Linked DNA regions of Mus musculus: all the other regions are linked to region 1. The links are chromatin contacts, called in public HiChIP or PLAC-seq and promoter capture Hi-C maps. All regions are on one chromosome and are shown on one strand. Each heading gives the region's core, a stretch centred on a gene start, on an enhancer-like site or on the middle of the called end of the contact. The rest is flanking DNA. Distances are from core to core; before and after follow the strand shown. Region 1 holds the start of Coq5 (coenzyme Q5 methyltransferase). Region 2 holds the start of 1500011B03Rik (RIKEN cDNA 1500011B03 gene). Region 3 overlaps Pxn (paxillin).

The links. Promoter capture Hi-C pulls out the DNA fragments that hold promoters and counts their contacts. HiChIP or PLAC-seq counts read pairs in DNA pulled down with a chosen protein or histone mark.
Region 2: a promoter capture Hi-C map of pre-B cells shows a contact between it and region 1, with 2.6 times the contacts expected there. The contact joins the promoter of 1500011B03Rik here to the promoter of Coq5 in region 1. A contact is called at or near these places in 4 of 39 promoter capture datasets (liver, neutrophils and pre-B cells), 1 of 484 Hi-C or Micro-C datasets (embryonic stem cells), 2 of 115 datasets of contacts at active chromatin or transcription factors (large pre-B cells and pro-B cells) and 1 of 9 other capture datasets (liver).
Region 3: an HNF4G HiChIP or PLAC-seq map of pancreatic cancer cells shows a contact between it and region 1. The contact joins the enhancer-like site here to the promoter of Coq5 in region 1. A contact is called at or near these places in 4 of 39 promoter capture datasets (cranial neural crest, embryonic stem cells, liver and 1 more), 2 of 115 datasets of contacts at active chromatin or transcription factors (embryonic stem cells and pancreatic cancer cells) and 3 of 9 other capture datasets (adipose tissue, liver and pancreatic islet).

The regions. Positions count from the first base shown.
Region 1 is chr5:115,277,318-115,281,346 of GRCm38.p6, reverse strand. It overlaps Coq5 (coenzyme Q5 methyltransferase), which reads right to left and starts at 1,645. Exons shown (of 7, transcript NM_026504.2): 1 at 1,433-1,645. The coding sequence starts at 1,634.
Region 2 is chr5:114,811,605-114,815,633 of GRCm38.p6, reverse strand. 1500011B03Rik (RIKEN cDNA 1500011B03 gene) reads left to right here and starts at 1,658. Exons shown (of 2, transcript NR_027817.1): 1 at 1,658-1,854.
Region 3 is chr5:115,535,846-115,539,874 of GRCm38.p6, reverse strand. The region is part of intron 1 of Pxn (paxillin); the gene reads right to left. Among named protein-coding and RNA genes, the nearest start is that of Rplp0, 22 kb to the left of the region's middle. Within about 2 kb of position 1,679, at least 78 of the 459 cell types and tissues checked have an H3K27ac peak or open chromatin away from gene starts, as enhancers often do. A contact at or near this core is called in neural stem cells and pancreatic cancer cells, where this site is marked.

The DNA.
Region 1 (4,029 bases), core at 396-2,895:
GTTTTGCTGCTGTTGTGAGTCATAATGTAAATAACTGGATTTTCTGATGGTCTTAGGCGATCCCTGTGCAAGAGTGACTCTACCCTAAAGGAGTCAAACGTCTTGCTGTTATAGACAATTGTGAACAATCATGTGAATGCTAGGACTGAAGTGCTTGTAGCTGCTAAGCAGTTGTTTTCGTTGTTTAGTTTGTTTGTTGTTTTTTGGTTTTGTTTTTTAGGAAAGGTTTTGAACTTGTGATCCTACCCCAGGCCTCCTGAATGCATGGCACTGTATGTGTCAGACAGTTCTGATGTTTTATTTTTCTTGGAGACAGGGTTTCATAGTGTAACTCTGATTGTCCTGGAACTCTCTATGTAGGCAAGGATGGCCCTGAACTATGTGTGAGCGTGTGTTTTTAAAAGGAGGGGATAGCGTCTTTTTTTTTTTTTTTTTGGTTTGGTTTTGGTTTTTTGAGACAGGGTTTCTCGTGTAGCTCTGGCTGTCCTGGAACTCACTTTGTAGACCAGGCTGGCTTCAAACTCAGAAATCCGCCTGCCTCTGCCTCCCAAGTGCTCGGCTTTTTTTTTTTTTTTTTTTTTCTTTTTTTAGTGTCTTTCTTTAGTAAGAAAATAAGGATGTAAATTCTGTGTTAGACAAGTAGTTACTCTTCTAACTTACAAGTTTATACTTATCTTTGTGGAGGCAGTATCTCTCTGTCTGAGGCTGGCTTCAAATTCACAGTACAGTAAGAGAATTACCTTGTACTTGTAACCTTCCCCCACACACCTGCCAAGTGCTGGGAACACAGTTTACACCACCACACAAATTATGAGGTGCTGGGGATGAAACTGAGCCGCAGGAAGTGACAGGCCAGCAGCACTCGACCAATTGTGCCACAGTCCCAGCTCCTGGCTACCATTTTAAATAGTGCAAGCTTAACCTTAACCCTATATTCCCTCAGAAAAGTAGTAACAACAGTCACTAGTGGGAAACTGAAGTGAGAAATGGGTGGGGGGAAAATCTGTACACGGCACCTGGCATACGTATAGGACAATCTCGCAGTTGACGAGCGTAAAGGGTCATGCTGTGCTTCAAAGAGGGAAAAGCCGGGTTTGGTGGCGCACAGCCTTTAATGGCAGCGCTCCAGAGGCAGAGGCACAGGCAGGTGCATCTCTGTGAGTTCGAGGCCATCCTGGACAGCTCCAGGGCAGTCAAGGTGACACAGAGAGACCCTGACAAAAGGGGGCGCGTCGCCGGGGGCAGCGTCTCAAATGGCTGCAGTGGCAGTGACAGCAAATGAGTCCCCGAAAGGGAAGCTGGGTCTGGGAAGTCAGGACAGTAAGGAACACAGCTCCGGGGCCGACAGGGCATCCAATCAACCCTCAGTGAGAAAAGGAACCCGAACAGGAGCCCGACAGGTCCCTCCATCCACCCTCGCGCCCTCTGTCACCTTTGCTTCCTTTCTCCCCTTCCGACACGGTCTCAAACCCGAAGTGCGTTTCCGCGGCTCGCTTCTCCTGGGACAAGGACCGCGTTCCCAGCGTGGCCCATGGCCAGGATCTATGACACCCGGGGAGCCTGCAGTGTCCCGTGGCTCGCCACCACCCGCGGCCGCAGACGCGCCATAGAACGCAGCACCTGGGCGCCGCCATCGTGACACCCCGGCGACCGCGGGGCGGGGAGAACGTCGGGTTGCGTCACCAGCCGGGTGACGGCGGCCGACAGGAGACACATTAGTGGAACGCACCCCCAAACGCCTGTTTTTTTAAGGAGTCCTCCTGGTTTAGGATTTGGAAACCTGAAAGCCTTTCCTGTGTTCCCTGACTGAATCTAGAGTTTAGCAGGAATAAGCAGAATTCAGACAGAGGCCCTAATTATATTTCAGCGGCCATATTTCCATCCTGTTAGCTAGGACTAAAGACTACTATGGAAAAGACAACTGAATAGACCAGGCTGGCCCGGAACTCGCAGAAATCCACCCAAGTGCTGGAGTGTGCTCCCTCATGCCCTGCAACTTTTGTTTTCTGGTGCAGGAACTGGGTGAAATTGAGGCATGTTGTAAGTTAAAGATCAAAATTACATGATTTGAAAAAAAAATATATATATATGTATACACATATATGTGTATATATGTATATGTATATACACACATACATATATGTGTATATATGTATATGTATATACACACATACATATATGTGTATGTATGTATATGTGTGTGTATACATATGTGTGTGTATACATATATGTACACATACAAACATACATCTAAAGTAAAGTATATACACTTGTGTGTCTGTGGATGTATGTGAACGTGAGTGCAGCTGCCTGTGGAACCCAGAGATGTCAGATATCTTAAAACTGTAGTTTTAGGTGAATGAGCATAAGGATTTGGGTGCTGGTGACAAGCATTATAACTGATGAGTCAACCCCCCTGTGTGTGCCTCATGTGAATATATATATTTTTTAAAGCTGGAACTAGTTTACCTAGTCCAGAGTGTACTTGAACTCATAACATGCCTGGTTAAGTCAGACAGCACAAGCCTGAACTCCTCCCACATCGTTTTAGTGGCATCTGGAATGGTGTGCAGGTTCTAGTGCACACTTGAACAGTGCTGTGACACTAAACTCTACCCGAGTGCCTTTTAAATGTATTTAATTTTGGTTTGTTTGTTTTATGAGACAGGGTTTCTCTGTGTAGCCTTGGCTGTCCTGGAACTTGCTCTGTAGGCCAGGCTGACCTGGAACTCAGAAATCTGCCTGCCTCTGCCTCCCAACTGCTGGGATCAAAGGTGTGTGCCACCACCAACTGGTAGTATATTTAATTTTAAAATAAATAAATAATAATTAAATAAATTGTGTCTTTTTGATGTGTGTGTGTGCATGCACGCGTGTTCTCACACGTAGGCGTGCACATGCCAAGATCCATGTGTGGAGGTCAGGAGATGACTTTCAGGGGTCAGTTCTCCATGGCCCTGGGAATTGAACTCACATCCTCAGGCTTACAACTAAAGCACTGTGATCTACTGAGCCACCTTGCCAGCTCTTATCTTTTATGTTGAGATAGCATTTCACTAAGTTGGCAAGGCCTTGAACTCACTTTGTCACCTAGATACAGGCTTTGAACTTTTGATCTTCCTGGTAGGTGGGATTAAAGGCCTGTATCACTACACAGGGCCTTTAAAAATTTTTTTAAACTGAAGCCAGGCAGTGGTGGCGCATGCCTTTAATCCCAGCACTTGGGAGGCAGAGGTAGGCAGATTTCTGAGTTTGAGGCCAGCCTGTTCTATGGAGTGAGTTCCAGGACAGCTCGGGCTACACAGAAAAACCCTGTCTCAAAAAAACAAAACAAAAAAAATTGATTTTTTTTTATGGTCAAGATAACATATTACAGAACATCTTGTCCAAAGGCAAGTATAGAGATTGCTGAATTCTGCTTGAATGTTTCTGTTTTAAATCCCTTTTAAATGTATATTTTCTGTAAATATTTCACAAGGAGAAGATGCCAAGGATCCTAAGAAAGAAATTTTAAATGAAGAGTGTCTTCTCCATTCAGTATATCCTGACAGATGGACACCTCCTGCACTGGGATCCTCTGCCCCTCGCTTCCATTTTTATCAATGACAGAAGGAAGAAATTATTCATCCACACACTTAGCATTCTCGTGTCTTCATTCTGTGAAATAAAGTTTCACCACAGTATTTTAGAACTTGCTGTACTTCTGTTGTGTGTCAGAGTAGACCTTGGGATTTAGCTGTTCCTTCTGGACATCACACTACATTTTCCAACTGAAGCATGCTCTTCTCTCTCTCTCTCTCTCTCTCTCTCTCTCTCTCTCTCTCTCTCTCTCTCTCTGTGTGTGTGTGTGTGTGTGTGTGTGTCTTAGTCAGGGTTTTTATTCCTGCACAAACATCATGACCAAGAAAGCAAAGGGTTTATTCAGCTTACACTTCCACATAGATGTTCACCACCAAAAAGTCAGGACAGGAACTCACACAGGGCAGGAATCTGGAGGCAGGAGCTGATGCAGAGGCCATGGAGGGGTGC
Region 2 (4,029 bases), core at 409-2,908, 470 kb after region 1:
AGGTGAATATGTAGCTCCTGAAGAGGCCAATCCGGATGCCAAGATTTTGGTGACATTATAGTCTCATCTGCTTCTGTGTCTACTCAATCTTCAATGCCGTTTAGCTTAGAAAACACGAAAATAGTTATTCAACAAATAGGCAGAGCCGGGCGTGGTGGCACACGCCTTTAATCCCAGCATTCGGGAGGCAGAGGCAGGTGGATTTCTGAGTTCGAGGCCAGTCTGGTCTACAGAGTGAGTTCCAGGACAACCAAGGGCTACACAGAGAAACCTTGTCTTGAAAAACCAAAACCAAACCAAACCAAACCAAAAAAACCCAAATAGGCAAATGTACATCCCACTTATATGATAATGACCTATTGATATGGAATAGATAAGTATGCAGGGGCCAGAAATAAAATGGGTCACTAGGTGATGGGGACAGGGGAGATAGTTGTGTTATGGTCTAATGGGCTTGGAGTTTCTGTTTGAGATGATGAGAAGGTTCTGGAAATGGTCTATATGTGTTGGTTTATATTTAGCCTAATACAGCTGAATTGTATTAAAAAGTAGCTAAGGATTTCTGAGTTCAAGGCCAGCCTGGTCTACAAAGTGAGTTCCAGGACAGCCAGAGCCATATAGAGAAACCCTGTCTTGCTATAAAACTAAAAAAAAAAAAAAGTAGCTAAAATGATTAATTTTACGTTATGTCACCATCATAGCAAGAGTGAGATCAGCCAGTATGATTTTAAGATTGTATAAAAGGGGCTACGAGATGGTCAGCGGTTAAGAGCATTTACTGCTCTTCCAGAGGACCTGGGTTCAGTTCCCAGCACTTACACGGAGGTTCACAATTATCTGTAACTCCCGTTCCAGAGGAACACACACTACTTCTAGCCTTCACCAGCTCCAGGCACCCATGCAGTGCACACACACATGCAAGCAAAGCACTCATGTACATAAACTAAACCTTAAAAATGATTGTATAGGCTAGGCATGTTAGTGCATGCCTTTAATCCCAGCACTCGGGAGGCAGAGGCAGGCAGATCTGTATGAATTTGGGGCACTTGAGAGGCAGAGGCAGGCAGGATTTCTGAGTTCTGGGTCAGCCCGGTCTACAGAGTGAGTTCCAACAGGCAGGGCTACACAGAGAAACCCTTTCTCAAAAGGAAGCAAAATACATACATAAAACTTACACTTTTCAGGCTGGAGAGATGGCTCAGCAGGTAAGAGCACTGACTGCTCTTCTGTAGGACCTGAGTTCAAATCCCAGCAACCACATGGTGGCTCACAACCATCTGTAGTGATTTCTGACGCCGTCTTCTGGTGTGTCTGAAGATGGCTACAGTGTGCTTATATATAATAATAAATAAAGCATTTAAGAAAATATTGTTTAAAATAACTTACAGTTTTCAAAAATGAGATTACGGTGTCTCTTTCTTCGGACTGCATTGACTAATACGAAAATGTATGAATGTATGAATGTGTAAAGCAAAGCCTTCCACGGGGAAGCCCGACGCGAGCGCTTGCCACAGCTTTGGAACCCTCTGCGCAGAACCATAATTCACCACCCCACCCCCGAAGTTGGTCGGGATGGCTCCTCCCCTCGCCCCCCCACCCGCCCTGTTTCCGTGGCAACTGCGCGAGCGGAGTGGGCGGACCTCGGAAAAACGGCAACGTCTAGGGGCGGGGCTTAAGGCGGAAGCGGCGTCCCCGCGCTCCGTGCAGTGCGGGTTTCAGTGATGCTGCGCTCAGGATGGATGCGGCTGTTGCCCATGCTCTGCAGCCTCCTGCTAGGGCGAGCCGAGGCCCCGAGCCCGGGGGTGCCGCCGGAGCAAAGCCAGCCCTACGCGGTGTTGCGGAGGCAGAGCCTGGGTAAGCGGTGCGGTGGGGAGGGTGCGCGTTTGCAGCCGGATCCGGGCGTGGGGAGCTTGTGCGGGGCGCAGGCCGGCCTAGCCTCTGGTTGTGGGAAGCCAATAAACGCCATTACAAGATGGCGCTGATTTCAATAAGCCGACACCTATGAATATGGGTAAACAATGTGCCCATGTGCAGTAGAGTTTTCTTTCAGCCAAGTCACTGCCTGGCCTGAGGCATGTAAATGAGGTACTGAAAGCATAACCAATCTGGTGTAGACACGCCTATCCTAGGCCTATATAAGCAGCACTGGTTTTTGGCCTGGGGTCTTTCGCTTTTACTATCAAGCTCTCCCAATAAATGTGTGCAGAAGAATCCTGTTGTGTTGTTCTTCTTGCTGGCGAGTTGGGCCTCTACAAGTGGTGATTCTCATATCGCCTCAGGGTTATTGTTAGTGAATCAAAGAGTGGATGTTTTACAACATAACATGGAACAGATGATGGATGTCCTACAAATGAGTTGTGTGGCATCAACCCTGCATATGTGCATTACTCCCATTAGGTATGTTAATATTCTTTTATTAAACGTACAGATTTATCGAATTATCTGAAGGGGAACTGGTCGCAGGAGCTGGACAGGTTGCACACGGAGCTGCAGATACAGATCCTGAACCTTAATTGAACCAGAGTGGAACTAGTGACCCTTGGAGGCTTTACCTCTTGGCTTACCTCTGCATTTTCTCACTTTAAGGAATGGGTGGGAGTGATTTTGTTTATGAATATGTTTACCCATGAATATGGGTAAACAACCAATGTGCCCATGTGCAGTAGAGTTTTCTTTTAGCCTAGTCACTGCCTGACCCGAAGCATGTAAATGAGGTACTGAAAGCATAACCAATCTGGTGTAGACATGCCTATCCTAGGCCTATATAAGCAGCACTGGTTTTTGGCCTCGGGGTCTTTCGCTTTCACTATCAAGCTCTCCCAATAAATGTATGCAGAAGAATCCTGTTTTGGCGTCCTTCTTGCTGGCGAGTCGAGTGTCTACATCTGGTCCTCAGGAAGCTGCTTTTCCTGGGGTCAGTTCTAGGCTTGGGAGCCAGCGCTTGCACCCCTGTGTGCTGTCTGGCGCACCTGCTGAAGCGAGAACCTGGAGTCCTGGGGGTGTGTGAGCTCCTCTGTTGCTCGCTCTGTGGCTTCAGCCTAGGCAACCGGGCTCATCCTGCATCCCTCATCCGTTCTCAGCGATGGCCATTCATAATTGACAAGTTTTAGCATTTCTTACACAGCAAGGGTTCCTAGATAGCATCGCTGTTTATGGGAATTCTTTTGGGCCTCGCAGAGGGCTAATGAGAAAAGTAGGCCTTTCAACCCTGTTCTGGAGAAAAGGAAAATGAAGCCCAGAGGTAGAGTTGTGTTACTCAGGGGTACTCCGGTAGGAAGTGGTGGATGTCAGTACTTGAATCCGGGGTTTGTGGGGGCTTGAAGGAACTTCAGGGCGGTGTCTATTACACACACGCACACACACACAAGCGAGTGCAGGGCGGTGGTTCTCACGGATTTCCCTTTGGAGCTGGGCTTATCACCCTTGACACTCCCCACATCTTTGATCAAGTGATTCTTTCTTGGGAGGGAAGGCAGGGGCCACAGTCTCTTTTACCCTCTAGATGCAGACTTGCCTGCCACCCTGAGTGCTGCCTCTTTTGATCAGAAGTGAAGTTTTGAAGGTAATCTATAGTTAAGCTTAAAGGAATCCTTTTAAGGGGGTTTCTGCTTGCCCCAGCTTATCGGTGCAGAATGGGGCTCAGTGACCATAGGGTGGGCTAAAATTGTCTTTTAAGTTTCTCTTTGGAACCACCAGTCCAGTCAGTTACTGGATATGCCATGCAGGAGAGGGTGATATAAGGATGAAGAATAGAGGGACTTATTGGGCTCCGGGCAGATATTAATCCAAATGATATTATGGACCTAACACTTGGTCTTAAGCTTTTCTCTTCCTTTATTTTTTAGATTTTTAGGATGTGCGTCCTTGTGTGTGTTTGTCCAGAGAGGCTGGTAATGGGTATCAGGTTTCCTGGAGCTTGTGTTAACTCCAGTATGGATCCTGGTCTTCTTGGTCTTACCTGCGCCAAATAGCCCAGGCCAACTACTAAGTGCCTGGTCAAGTTGACAAAAGCCTCGAATTCCCAGTTTC
Region 3 (4,029 bases), core at 430-2,929, 260 kb before region 1:
GAACCGGATGCAGCCATGAAAACAGTCTGGGCCAGAGCCCCAGAGTAAGAAAGGAGCATTCAAAGCCCTGCCTGGTGGCACCCGCCTATAATTCCAGCACTTGGGAGGCAGAGGCGGGCAGATCTGAGGTCAAGATCAGCCTGGTCTACAGAGCAAGATCCAGGAGGGCAGGGCTACACACAGAAACATTGCCTCAGAAAACAAAAACCAAAAAAAAAAAAAAAAAAAAAAAATGATTTCCCAATTTCCTCTAAACGTTTGCCTACCTGAGAGAGCGGAACTTTACCCAAGCACAGCCTCCGACAAGGTTTCCTCCTCTCTCTGTACCCTAACTTAGTCCTTACCTGTGGCTTGAATAGACTTGTAGTCCCCGTGCCCCAGGGCCCCTCACTAGTTGGTACAGCAATACAGGAGGCCACCTAAACACAGCCTCTGAGGCTCTGGGTCCTGTGCTGTAGACACCTAGCCTAGCGGTCCCATCGGCCGCTGTTAAAGGCTAAAGCCCCCAAAACCCAGCAAACTCCTCCCCTGGCTTCAGTAAACACAGCCAGGATGAGGCTTCACAAAGCAGCCTCCCTACCTGCCAGGCTTCCCCAGGCTTCAGCCGTGGCTACAACCTTTCACTAGCTCTAAATATACAAGGGGTGTTAGAAACTCCTTCACCTCACGCCTCAATGGCCCCATCCTTTAGTACATACAGAGGTCAGACAAAGATCCATCACCACCTGTGTCCTTCTTCTCACAGACTAAAGGGCCCAGAGCTGGGGCACCTCAGAGTGCATCAGCATCACCCCACTAAATTGTTGGGTCCAGGCTTGACACCATTTCAACTAAAGTCCGAACCAAAAGCTTGAATCCACTAGAGGGGGAAAGCAAAAATCACGGGGGGGGGGGGGCGGGAGGGCAGGTCTGTGCAGCCCTGGGTATGGATGGCAAAACTCACAGTGCTGTGTACTGTTGAGTAAGCGTGCGGGCCTTCCGCTGCTCACCACCAGAGGGAGCCGTTGGTCTATCACCTTCCTGCTACCAGGGGTAACCTCGTGCAACCGCAGAATTTTCTTGCTGAGCTAGGGAAAGACTAGGGAGTCCCCAGGCACAGTGGGAAGTTTCAGTCTCAGAGAAGCTAGAGCCGGCGGCACAGAGCTGGCACGGAAACCAGCCTGAGTGCCAAGACCCTGGGCATGCAAATTGGGACATCTGGAGGTGCAATCTAAGGGTAGCATGAAGTTCAAGCTCCACAGACCCAGAGGGACACATTCAGTCAGCTTCCACTATCTCTTCTGCAAATGCAGGGCACAGGCACCCCATTTTATAGCTGTACCTTGCTCGGGCTACAGCTTGAGGCAATACCACCTTCAAGCCAGGAACCTGCACTGGAGCCCAGCACTCAATGGCAGGACTGTCCCATTACTGGAGGAGGAAGGGCACCCACATGTCGAGGCCAGAAGACAACGTTCGGGGAGTCAGTTCCCTCCCTGTACCATATGGCGCCCAGGGACTGGACTTGGGCTGTCAAGACTTGATAGTAAGCACCCCGGAACTCCCTTCCACCCATCCCAACCCCCACTGAAAGGACAGCCAAGGGGAGAATCGGCGAAGCCTTCCCACCCTATGCCCATGCAGAGCTCTTTCCCAAGCGGTGCCCCTTTGTTCTAGCTGTCCCCAGCCACATCTTAGGCATGTGATACAATCTGTCAAAAGGCAGAGTCCTGGCGCTGGACAGGTGCCAAGAGCGGTGAGCTCCAGGTCCAACCCAAGGTGGTTCAGGTTCTGCGGCCGGAGCTGGGGCCCCAGCCATTCCTCAGGTGGCTGGATGTTACAGCCTGCACTTGGGGATTTGCAGACAGGCTGTCTGCTCTCTGGATGAACTGCCTGGATAGGGGCCTGTGCCTCAGCTGTCTTGCCTGCCCCACGTTTCCAGGAATGTCATCATTTTAAGCTTAGGGTTCAGATCAAACAAGAAAACGGGCATCAAGTGCCTACTGGGCACCGGGATCAAATCACGGCACAGTTAGCATGTGGGAGGTGCTGAACAGGCAGGAGCTCTGTACTAGAGGACCCACAACTCTAAGGACAAAGAAATGTCATACCCAGTGCTGGGATGGCAGACAGGGCATCATTCTACCCAAAACAAGGCCTTGGAGGGAGACCCGGTTGTTCTTGGTTGTCCTTGACTGGAATTAACTAAAACCCAGGCAGGGGAACACCTGTGAGGAATTTTCCCTCAACTACGTGGTTGAAGTGGGAAACCCAGTGCTTTGGTTTTGGTTTGGTTTTTTGGTTTTTTTTTGGTTTTTCGAGACAAGGTTTCTCTGTGTAGCCCTGGCTGTCCTAGAACTCATTTTATAGACCAGGCTGGGCTTGAACTCAGAAATCCACCTGCCTCTGCCTCCCAAGTGCTGGGATTAAAGGCGTGTACCACCATGCCCAGTGAAACCCAGTTGTTTTTTTTAAAGATTTATTAATTATTATATCTAAGTACACTGTAGCTGTCTTCAGACACACCAAAAGAGGGTATCAGATCTCATTACGGATGGTTGTGAGCCACCATGTGGTTGCTGGGATTTGAACTCTGGACCTTCGGAAGAGCAGTCGGTGCTCTTAACCACTGAGCCATCTCTCCAGCCTGAAACCCAGTTTTAATCTGGACTTTTGTTTGTTTGTTTTTAAAATTTTGAACTAGTGGGCTCTGGAAGTGCTCTTAGCCACTGAGCCATCTCTCCAGTCCCTCATTCTGATCTGGGTTGGGAAGATCCACCCTGAACCCGGACTGAACCATCTGCTCACAGCCTACATAAAGGACATAAAGGACATGGAAGAAGGAAGTTCGTTTTCTCTTTCTCTCTCTCTCTCTCTCTCTCTCTCTCTCTCTCTCTCTCTCTCTCTCTCTCTCCCTCTCCCTCTCCCTCTCCCTCTGGCAAGTCCATTCCTTAGAGCCTACTTCTTGGGGATTCTGGTGTGTAGAGGACACAAGGCCCTTGTGCTCACAGATAAGAATCAGGGAAACCAGGGATGACAAGCACACAGGTTTGTCTCTTTAAGGGAAGGGATGTGTACCTGTCTTCCACCCAGAAGGCTGAGAGTGGGTGTGGTTAATATCCTGGTGATCTGTGGGGCCAGCACATACCCCAGGCCCCTAGACCATTATGCCTATCCCAGACTCTTCCTCCCTAGACCTTTATCTTGAACACGGTTTCTCAGTCAATCAAGCCCATCCCTAGGAGAGATGTCACGTGCGTGTACTTTGTAATTTGGTGGCCTCTCCCATGACCTAGACCACACCAGATTCTCCCCTGGGCCCTTAAGCTATAGAACAGTTAGGACAGTTTCTCTGCCTGCCTAGGGTTGGCAGGGACCGCCACACTGGTGTATACCTAAGACCAGCTGAGAGGGCCAACCTTGTGGACTAAGCAACTTCTGGATTCTTAGACCTTTTGATGGTGGAGAGCCATTGGTGGACTAGCAGGTCTACATCTGTTAGTCACTCTAATAAGTATAAATATATAAGTATACTTATATATCATATATATTGAATATGTGAGTGTTCATATATCCACTGGATACGTTCTGTTCCTCTGAAGAAACCTGACCTCACCATCAGATCGCTATTTCTGAACCCACGGCTAGAACTACTGCAAGCTCTGAGCCACCTTTCTCATCCTTTCCCAGCTATGGGCTGCCCTGCCTGGGCCCTTACCACACCAGGGCCCACTGTCCACAGCTCCATGGTGAAGCAGAGAGCTGATAAGCTCATAAGTACCTGCCGTCCGGATCCAGGGGATGCTTAAACAGCTTGTCTACCCTTTTGTGCCCAAAAAGGGGTTTCAGTCCCCCGCTGGTCACCCGGGTAGCCCAGGTAGTAGCCTAAGGGCCCTTACAGCTGCTCAGACAGAGGGATGTACACACTGGGTGGGCTCAGCCTGACCAAGGGAGGAGCTATGTAAACAGCTGGAGGAGCTGGGGATGGTTCACCTCCCACCCCTTGGGTGAGACTTCTCCATTTGGAAAGAGGAAGGAACAAGAGGCAGA